Linked DNA regions of Mus musculus: region 1 is linked to region 2. The links are chromatin contacts, called in public ChIA-PET maps. All regions are on one chromosome and are shown on one strand. The core of a region is the stretch at or near the end of the contact, and the rest is flanking DNA. Distances in the headings are between cores, read along the strand shown. Region 1 has its middle 76 kb from the start of Akap11. Region 2 has its middle 51 kb from the start of Gm30662.

Region 1 (4,808 bases), core at 66-2,565, 77 kb after region 2:
AATAAAAAGTTGGGTTGTTTAAAGAAGTGTCTTGCAGACACCCACTTGGGCTCACTCAACATGGGGGTCTCATCTTATGTTGTGAGTCTTCCCTAGAGGACAGTTCTGTGCTGGGTTCTTGGGACTCACAATGAGAAGAATAGTGTGAAGATTGGTAGAGCCCAGTTGCCTTTTTGTTCTTAAAGAGCTCAGCAGAGGATACAACCAATGAAGAAGAACAGCTGGGGCAGGGCGATCACCAAGGACCAGAAAGTCTGACTCACCACCAGCCCTATACCAGAGAGATCTTTGCTAATCCCAAATGAAGAGGAGGTAGCACAGCTTTGGCTGAGTGAAGCCAAGCCTTGAAAGGGCTAGAAGGAGCCTGATGCATCTTACAAACAGAGCAGTTCATCCTACTTGGAGCCTCCTTCCTCCTAGCTCTTAGATCACCCCAGCACCTCCCTCCCCTCTCCCTGGAGATCTCCTCCTTCCTTCCCTTTCCCTTTTCCTCTCTCCCTACTTTGAGAGAGTCAGATGTTACATTACATTCTAGCACCTCTCCTCCAGCTACTCAACTCTCAAACCAACAGAGGCTTGGAGGGAGGGGAGGGGAGAATCATTTGCAGTGAATGTTGTCAGCTCTCAAAAGACCTCTGACCATCGTTTCATCTCAGGAAGCTTTTATCTCTCATGCTTACAGCACCTGCCTTCAAAGACCTAAGAGCTCACAGGTACTCTGCTGCCTTGGACCGCACATAGGATCTCATCAGTTCTCAGATCTCTGCTTTACAGATGGGAAATCGAAGCCAACAGGAGCCTCTGCTCTCCTGAGCATGTTTCTCAAGAGTTCCACCCAGCTCAGAACCACAAACATTGACTCCAGGCACTGAGCCCCAAAGAAGGACCAGAGACATTTAAGCCACAGCTTTGTGGTTCCGGGACAGACTCTGAAAATAATAAGGTTCTCCAAGTTGACTAGAGGCACGATGTCATGGCACTCATGCCCTGCCCCCTGTTGCTAGGGGGTTGTGGGGGGCGAGGACAGAAAAGGCACTGCCTTCTTTCAACTTCTTCCACAGTAATGTGTCCAGTTGCACTTAAGAGAGCATATCGAATTGCCATAGCAAGGGAAATGAAAAATAAAATCACTATTGTAAAATCCAACTGAACCGGATGCCACACCATTAATAGCATCTCCTTCACAAACACTGACTGAGGAAATCCACAAAGACCACACTGACATCAGAGCTCCCTTCTGGCTAATGACTCTGTAACCAGACAAAAGCTAAAGCAAACAGCACCTCACTTTGCCGTCAAGCCTAGGTGCATGGCCCTCCCTGGAGGGACCTTAGAGACTGACTCATGGCCCAGTGGCCCCAGCCCTGAGACCAACTGTACAGTGCATCCAAGTTGGAGCCTGTGTCTTTGAGGGCAGTGCCTACTGCAAAGGGCCGGCAGAGGCAGAGAAGGTGGCGGCGGTGCCTGCTGCTGCTGCTGCTGCTGCTGCTGCTGCTGCTGCTGCTGCTGCTGCTGCTGCTGCGGTGGGGCTGACGTAAGGGATCTGAGTTTGCAGGCAGGTGTTGCTCAGGCTTCTTGTTCTCGAGGAATACCATGAACAGTTCAGATAAGGGAGAGTCACCTGACTCCAGACACAGGATTCGAGCCCAGGGCCTTGGATTGCAGCTACAGGGGAGGGAACTCTGGCTGATCTCTCCCTGCGGAATGGCTGGTGACATTCAGAAAACCACCATCACAAAACTCTGATGGTAATTTTATTCACAATTTCCGTGGCTTTCTGGAGGAGGCTGCGTTTGCTCCATGAATAATCACAGAGAATGTGCTGCTGTGTTCCGCCCCCCAGATGTGGAATTAAATCATTCTTTCAATCATGTATTCCCTGTGCCTAAAAACAAAAGGCTACTTATGTTGCATAGAATCAGCACTGGAACATTCAAAGGAGTCTGTAATTCCAGAACATTTGATTTTTATAAATTTATAGGCATCAAAATAGCCTGAATCGGATAATATGAGAATCTTTAAAAACACTGGGATCTTTTAAACTATATTTTGCAAATTAAAAAAAAAAAGAAGAAGAATTGAATTTCAGTCTGTGGGCTCGTAATAAATTTAAAAGAAAGAATTAGAATATAGACTCATGCATGTGGGCAGCCTATCAGGTTCCCACCTCTGGATGAATTCCTACACAGAGTTGGCTACACTTGTTACTATCAAGTGATAATGTTGGCCAGAAATGTGTGCTTTCTGTAAAAGGAAAGACCCACCCCAACACCTTCCATTATGTCTTTTAATGTACTTAACACAAGTGTTAAGTACATTAAGGTGTCGAAGAAATGCTGCCAACACCCAATCACTCATTCTAAGGTTTGTTTTGCTTTGCTTTGGGGTTTTTTTGTTTGTTTGTTTGGGGTTTTTTGGTTTTTTTTGTTTGTTTGTTTTTCTTTTTGTTTGTTTGTTTGTTTGTTTGGGGTTTTTTTTTTGTCACTTTGTTTGAGCTAGGTACTGCTAGGCTAGGCTCTGAAGATTCAGAGGATAACAAAACAGACAGGAAAGTCTCTGTCTTGGGTCTCTATTTTAATGTCTTCTAAATTATCACCAACAGAACACAGAGGAGGAGCACTGAGATCATAGATCACAGGCCACCCACCTTCAGAGTCTGCCCTCAAGCGGGAGGGGAGATGGAGGAAAAGGATCTAGCAAGGAGGCTATTGCTTTGCTGCAGCCCGTTTCTTTGGAAACATTTACAGGGGTCTTAGAAAATAGACCCTTGTAGTAGACCCTTCTGCTGCTTAATATCCTCTGTGTCAGATCCCCTCAGCCTTCAACTTATACTCAGTATCCTCCTGGCCGTTCTCATTGTCTTCGTTGTCCTCGTCGTTGTCGTCATCGCCCTCCTCCTCCTCCCCCCCCCCCTCCTCCTCCTCCTCTTCCTTCTCCTCCTTCCTCCTCCTTCTTCCTATTCAGAAAAATCCCAAATGTTGGATGCTGGTGCAGCAGGAGGCCCCGGACGACCCAGGGCGTCAGGATTAGGACGTCATAATGGCGCAGCAGTTTTAGGTGCTGGTCTTAGGGTCGCTTGCCGCGGTCCTGGTCGAGGCCACGGGGCTCGTGGAGGTAAAGCTGAAGGCAAAGAGTGGATCTCCGTCATCAAGCTGGGCCGCCTGGTCCTTGAAGGAGATCTATCTTTCTCCCTGCTCATTAAGGAATCCGAGATTATTAACTTTTCCCTGGGTGCATCCCTAAAGGATGAGGTTCTGAAGATCCTGCCAGTGCAGAAGCTGACAAGCACAGCAGATTCAAGGCTTTTGTCGATATTGGGGACTACAATGGTCACGTTGGTCTTGGCGTTAAGTGCTCCAAGGAGGTAGCCACTGCCATCTGAGGGGCCATCTTCTTGGCCAAGCTTTCCATTGTCCCTGTGCGGAGAGGCTACTTGGGGAACAAGATTGACAAGCCCCACACTGTTCTATGCAAGGTGCAAACCTCTGTAGCTCTGTGCTGGTGTGTGTCATCCCTGCCCTCAGAGGCACTGGCATTGTCTCTGCTCCTGTGCCCAAGAAGCTCCTGATGATGACTGGGATAGATGACTGCTACACATCAGTCAGAGGGCAACTTTGCTGATGATGACTGGGATAGATGACTGCTACACATCAGTCAGAGGGCAACTTTGCTAAAACCACCTTTGACGACATCTCCAAGACCTACAGCTACCTGACCCCCGACCTCTGGAAAGAGACTGTGTTCACCAAGTCTCCTCATCAGGAATTCACTGATCATCTTGTGAAAACCCACAACAGAGCCTGTTCAGAGGACCCAGCTGTGACTACCACATAAGGCAGAAATAAAGTGAACTAAGTCTGTGAAAAAAAAAAAAAAGTAGCATTTCTGGATGTCAGGGATAAGATGCTGGAAAGATCTCTGAGAGCAATGTAAAACCATTGTCCCAGAGAAGAGGAACACATTCGTGTTTTTTGAAAGATTGTCCTGTTAGTGATTTAAAACATAACAAGGAAAGAGGACAGTTTGACCAGGGAGAACTAAACTAGGCCGTTGGGAGCAGCTGTGCCCTCCCCCCAGCCCTGAGCAGACTAATCAGACCTTAATTGATTGACACAGAAGGTCTTCCTCCCACCTGGGTGGAGTCTTCGAACCCTGCCCGCTGCTGCTGAGCTTGGTTGCAACAAAACCCAGCCAAAGCAAAGGATAGGTCTTTGGGTTTCCCCTATATAAACGCAGAGCTGAAAATTAAACTTTGAGCCTTGATCAGAGAAACTTTGTCTTGACTTCACTCTTCTCTCGCCCACCTCTTTTTTCATTCCTAGCCTCTCTTTCTAGTGTACTCAGTTCTCCATGGCTGCTGGACAGCTACAAGCAGCCATCTTAGCCAGCCCTGGCTGTGGCTTGTGCTGTGAAATGGAAATCAGAGGAGGTAGATGTAAGAACTGATTAGCTACAGTGTTGGCAACAGCTGCAAATGAGTTGCATCTGGAGGAGAGAGGAGAGAGCAGAGAGGACAGAGGACAGAGGACAATACAAAGGAGGACTCAGAGCCCTGTGGTTTATACAACCAATGGGACCTTCAGGGAATTGTAAAGATGCCAGGATGGAACACTGAGAAAGGGGTGGGCTGCACAGGTTTGCTTTTACCTAAATAACTAGCACCCTGGGGACATTTAATTAGAGGTGGCATGGAGGTCAAAGGTGTGGGTTTGGGGATCATCAGAGTGGAGACTGTCACCAAAGTGTGCAGGTGGTGGTGCATCAAAAGGAAGGAGGGGGATGCAGCTTTAAGAAACACCCAAGCTAAT
Region 2 (5,393 bases), core at 616-3,115:
ATTTCTAAACAAAAGATAGCACTCTAGCCCTGTCCTCTGAGGTGCTCTGGCATCAAACCCGCCCCCTTTTGGGGAGGGGTCATCTCCTCTGATAAATTTCACTCTGAGTGTTCTAATCCAATGATAATTTTTAAATGCCTGAGAACTAGGTCACAGGAAATATAGATGCTGCTGAAAGGTTAATTTGAACAGAAGTGATATGATTGACATAAAATAAAACCAGACAACAGTGAGAGAATACAAAAAGGAAACAGGAGTGATTTAGGAAACTTTGAAATATGCATGTTCTCCCTCCGTGAAATAGACTTAAAGCTAGCCTGAATACCAATTTTCCTTAACTAAATGGCAGGTTATTAGTAAGAACATAGAAATAGATACTCTTTTGTTAAATATAACATTTTTATAAATTCTTTGAGAACTTTACACAACATATTTTGATCGTATTTATCTTTAATCTTCCCCTAAATCTTCTCCCTGACCTATCCACACCCACTCCTCCCCCCTTCAAGTCCTCTTCTTTTTTTAAATAACCCACAGCATCCAATTTGAACTGCTATATAATCAATGGTGTGGGTCCATCCACCTGAGCATAGCTGGCCTACTATGAACCACACCTTGAAGAAACCAGCCATTCCCACCCCTCCCCAAGAAGCCATCAACTGACAATTGTCCTCAGTTGAGATAAGGAATCACACTGCCCTCCCTATCGCATGCTAGAATCTTAACTACCTAGATCTTGCACCGGTCTTGTGCAGACAACCACAGCTGCTGTGATTCATGAGTTTATCGGTCTTACCATACCCAAAAGACACTGTTTGGTCCTGTTTTCCCTGATCTGTGGTTCTTATCATCTTTCCTACTCCTCTTTTTCAGTGGTCTCTGGGCCTTTTGCTGGGATGAGTGTACCAATGCCCCACTTGTGGCTTAGTGCTCTACTGACACTTAGTGTTATATATACAGGCACTAAGAAGATCTCTCTCTCTCTCTCTCTCTCTCTCTCTCTCTCTCTCTCTGTATTTGTGTATTTGTATGTTTCTATGTGTGATGTGTGTACATGATCATTTACATATGCTATAACTTATATATGGCAACCACGTGATTAAAGTTGTGTTACATATATTACTTCTACGCTGTCATCTCGGTTCCTGTAAGAATGACATCATTTTTTTCCTAAAGTCAGATGCCTTGTACATAATTATTAAAACTGATATGTTCAAAGAATTGCCTATTTGAGAGCAATAATACAATTTAACTTAATTATTTTTCTAAAGGAAAATGAAAAAAAAAAAGTACAGAGATAGACAAAGGAGAAACTAAATTTCATCTACAGCCCCATCACACAGTGCTCACATTCAGTTCATTCTCCATTCCTTCCTGCCCCTCAGAACCCACACTAATCCATCATTAGACCCTATGATTGCATTTCCAAAGTCTGCTGGAATGAGGCAATCCCTCTGTATCAGACATCACTACCACGAGCTCCCTGCCCAGCTCACTTCTTTCCCTGCATCCTCTCTGGCCCCCTTGCATTTGGCTCCCCTCTGGCTGCTCTTAGTCTTCTTGAAAAGAAAGACCATGTTTTGTCAATTCCCTAGTCAAATCTTTCAGTTGCCCAAATAATGGACCTGACCTGTGTGGCTCCACGTGTCCTGCCGCCCGTCTTCAGGTTCACCTCACACTCCCACCCTCCATCCCTCCCTGAGCCAGCCTCATCTTAGTGTCTTCTTCAGGCTGGTCCCTCTTCCTGGGGTCTGTGGGGGGCTCCTCTGTCTTTGCCATTTTCCATTCTTTCGTTCTTAGTTCAGACATCACAGACAGTAATTGTGGGTTTGCACAGAGGTATGAAAACACACATCAAAACACTGATGTAGAGGAGAGATTTTACATAGTTCCTGTTTCCTTTTTTATACTGACATGAGATTTACTGTAGTAACAATATATTGCTATATCAGGAAAACTCTCAATATTTCTCTAGTTTATATGCTGCTGGTGAAATCATTTGCCCAGGCAACCCTACTGAGAAGGTAGGGATGCAGACTCGGGCTCATTTCAGCTCCTGCCTCCTTTACCTTGCTGCTGTGGATTGTTTTCAGTTCCCGAAGGCTCTTCACTCATTTTCCTGCCCTCCTCACTGTCTCCTTGGTTAACAATGCATCTCCTTGATCGATCTTGCCACAGCCTCACAGTGGCTTGGTGTAATCACTCCTCATTTTCCTAGACTCGGCTCAAAGCATCATGACAGCACTCCATGATCCCAGGAGAAGTGTCTTTGGTCTCCATATTCTCAAGACTCCTGGTTCTTACCTCTTTAAGAGTAAGCTCTTTGCTTTGATGTTTGTCCCTGAATAATGATTTTGCCCCGTGGGAGAGGAACCAAACCCAAGTTAGTGCCTGATAGAAGCAAAATACTCAACTGATGTTGGCCAAATGAACAAGCAAACTGTATTATACGGATTATACGGGGGGGAGGGGGGGTAGGTGGAATCAAGGTACAAAGTGGTTTCTCAGCTAGAGTTGCAAGCTCTCTCACTTACATGTTCTTTTACATTTGAAAAATAGTTCCATATGAAGCAAAGCTATTGAAATAGGAAAAGGCAAGGCTGAGGAGTGTGTTGAAAGCCTTTAAGGGGCTCAAATGGCAAATGAGGAGTGTGGCAACTTTTCACACTTCAGACTTCACTGCACCACATTCTTACCAACAGCGGGTCTACAAAATCTGTGTTGACTGGCAAGAGTTGCTTTCTTATTTATCGTTGAGGTGACTTCAGTCTTTTGACTTCAACCAGAACCCATTCGGGCAGCATGATTTCCCACTAATATTTTGCTGCTGCTGCTACTACAGACAGGGAGGACAGTGAAGCCCGTGGTTTCTATCCAGAGAACAGCCGCCTCAGTCACCACAATTGCACAATGAGGCGAGAGCAGTGTGTAAACAAAGAGAAGATGGAGTCAGGATGCACAGCTGCATCCAGCACTCTGTGCTGTCTTCCCGATGTTCCTGTCACACTGTTCTCAGGGCTCAGACCAATGCATTCATCCAGTGGCCAGAAAGCAGCTTGCCAACATGACTTGGCAGTACTCCCTGGGGCTGCACTCATTCCTGGTGGCACTGGGCAGGATGCCAGGCATCACCCTCCGTGTACAAGGCTGCAGGGCAAGGTGCCCAGGACTGGGAAACAAAAACAGCTGCCAGAGTCACCGAGTTGTTGGTTGCCTGAGTTCACCCACAGAGAACTCAAGGACAGTGAACTGCCAGACCGTTTCCAGGATATGTCCCGGTCTCTGTCCCTGGGAGGGACAGGACACAAAGAGCTCCAGAACCCAAGCACAAGAGTCAACAAATCCAGAATCAAATGCACCTCCCTCCCCATTTTAACAGGCACGTGGACAAAACATCAAAAACAGAAGTCAGGCCCCTCTTGACCCTTGTTAAGACACCAGACACTGGGTCTGGGCCATTTCTGGATGAGAACCCAGCCACTAGGGGAAGCATGAAGACAGTTTCTATCAGAATCTTTTGGTAAATTTTGGTTATTTTTTCCCCACAGAAAATATTGGTTCTAGAGAATAGAGTTGTTCCTACGTTTGTTGATTTCTATGGTCTCTGAAGAACTCAGAGACCTGAGAGTCCAGAAAGGTTCCCAAAGCTGCCTTTGACTCCTGGGGTGCCTTTGGACTTTCTGCTAGTGTGTTTCTCTCTGTTTCTTTTGGAAAAGTATCAAGATAGGCCAGAGTTAGTTAAGCAGAGAAAGTTTTAGCTGAAGAAGAATAACATGTGTAAATAACACTCCTGACAAAAAGAAGAGGAAAAAAATCTAAATGGTAAGTTGGCTGATTGGTAAACCGTGTAACTATAATAGTGACCCGAAGTGAGATTTATTTTGGTAAATGTATCATATTTCAGCTTTTCCCCAGCTCAGTATCTTCTATATGATTTCTACCTTAGGTCATTTGTAAGTCTTTTTCTCTTGTCCTCTCATGTATATAACTCAGAATTTATTTTCCAAATGGGCTTTTGGCTGGATGACTTTGCTCAAAAGTATAAAAAGATGGTAGGAGTGTTGGGACAACCTATGTGTCATCTATGAAGACATTCCATCAGCTCTAGGGGTTCCACAGGAAGCTTGCTGTTGGGTTAAGAAAACATATAGGCAACATACAGTGACATCAAACTTCCTTCCCTGACGCCAACTGGGTGTTTGATGTGGTGATATTCTGAAGTCAGCCAATGCCAGTTTCATTGGTATGATTCACATTTTTAATCTTTGGAAATGCTGAACATGGATCCAATGAATGGACCCAAATTCCACCCAGCTGTTCAAGAAAGATTATTTATAAATAGTCCCTTCTCTGTGTTACTCTTCAGACTTAAATCCTGTGATTTAGGCAGTCCAATAGTTCATTAAGCAGCTGCCATTATGGCTTCAAATGACTTTACCTCAGCTCTCTTTGGCTTCTAATGAATCTAATCCAAGGTGATTCCCAGAATTTACTCAACAGGAAATGAACAAGAAGTGATCGCTAGCCAACCTCCCTTCATTTTAGCCCCTTGTCACTAAGCCATTAGACATCTTTTGAGCTCATTTTTAAATGCTTTTTGGTTTTGAAACTGTGTACTAGGCTGTTTGAGATTCCACCTCACACCAGTCAGAATGGCTAAGATAAAAAACTCAGGTGACAGCAGATGCTGGCAAGGATATAGAGAAAGAGGAACACTCCTCCATTGCTGGTGAGATTGCAAACTGGTGCAACCACTCTAGAAATCAGTCTGGCGGTTCCTCAGAAAATTGGACAGAGGAACTTGAGGAACCAGAAATACCACTCCTAGGCATATACCCAGAAGATGTTCCAACTGGTAATAAGGCCACATGCTCCACTATGTTCATAGCAGACTTATTTATACTAGCCAGAAGCTAGAAAGAACCCAGATGTCCCTCAACAGAGGAATGGATACAGAAAATGTGGTACATTTACAAAATGGAGTACTACTCAGCTATTAAAAACAATGAATTCATAAAATTTGTAGGTAATTGGATGGATCTAGAAAATATCATCCTGAGTGAGGTAACCCAGTCACAAAGGAACAGACATGGTATATACTCACTGATAATTAGGATATTAGGCAAAAAGTTCAGAATACCCATGACACAACTTACAGACCATATGAAACTCAAGAAGGAAGACCAGTGTGTAGATGCTTCAGTCCTACTTAGAAGGAGGAACAAAATAATCATGGGAAGTAGAGGGTGGGAAGGACTTGGGAGGAAGAGAGGAGGGAGAAGGGGACGAGGGGACAGAATCAGGTATGAAAGGAGAAAGGGAAGATATACAGAGGGTCAGGAAATTGAACAGAGGAGTGTAGCAATGGGGGATGGGGAACTGGGGGTAGCCAC

Evidence for each region. ChIA-PET counts read pairs in DNA pulled down with a chosen protein or histone mark.
Region 1: an RNA polymerase II ChIA-PET map of memory CD8 T cells shows a contact between it and region 2, with 3 times the contacts expected there. The contact joins two enhancer-like sites. A contact is called at or near these places in 5 of 484 Hi-C or Micro-C datasets (embryonic stem cells, nephron progenitors, neural progenitor cells and 1 more) and 3 of 115 datasets of contacts at active chromatin or transcription factors (the 230-238 cell line, CD8 T cells and memory CD8 T cells).

The regions. Positions count from the first base shown.
Region 1 is chr14:78,458,021-78,462,828 of GRCm38.p6, forward strand. It overlaps the pseudogene Gm4821. Among named protein-coding and RNA genes, the nearest start is that of Akap11, 76 kb to the right of the region's middle. Within about 2 kb of position 1,316, at least 65 of the 459 cell types and tissues checked have an H3K27ac peak or open chromatin away from gene starts, as enhancers often do. A contact at or near this core is called in CD8 T cells and memory CD8 T cells, where this site is marked.
Region 2 is chr14:78,380,411-78,385,803 of GRCm38.p6, forward strand. No RefSeq gene overlaps it. Among named protein-coding and RNA genes, the nearest start is that of Gm30662, 51 kb to the left of the region's middle. Within about 2 kb of position 1,866, at least 111 of the 459 cell types and tissues checked have an H3K27ac peak or open chromatin away from gene starts, as enhancers often do. A contact at or near this core is called in CD8 T cells and memory CD8 T cells, where this site is marked.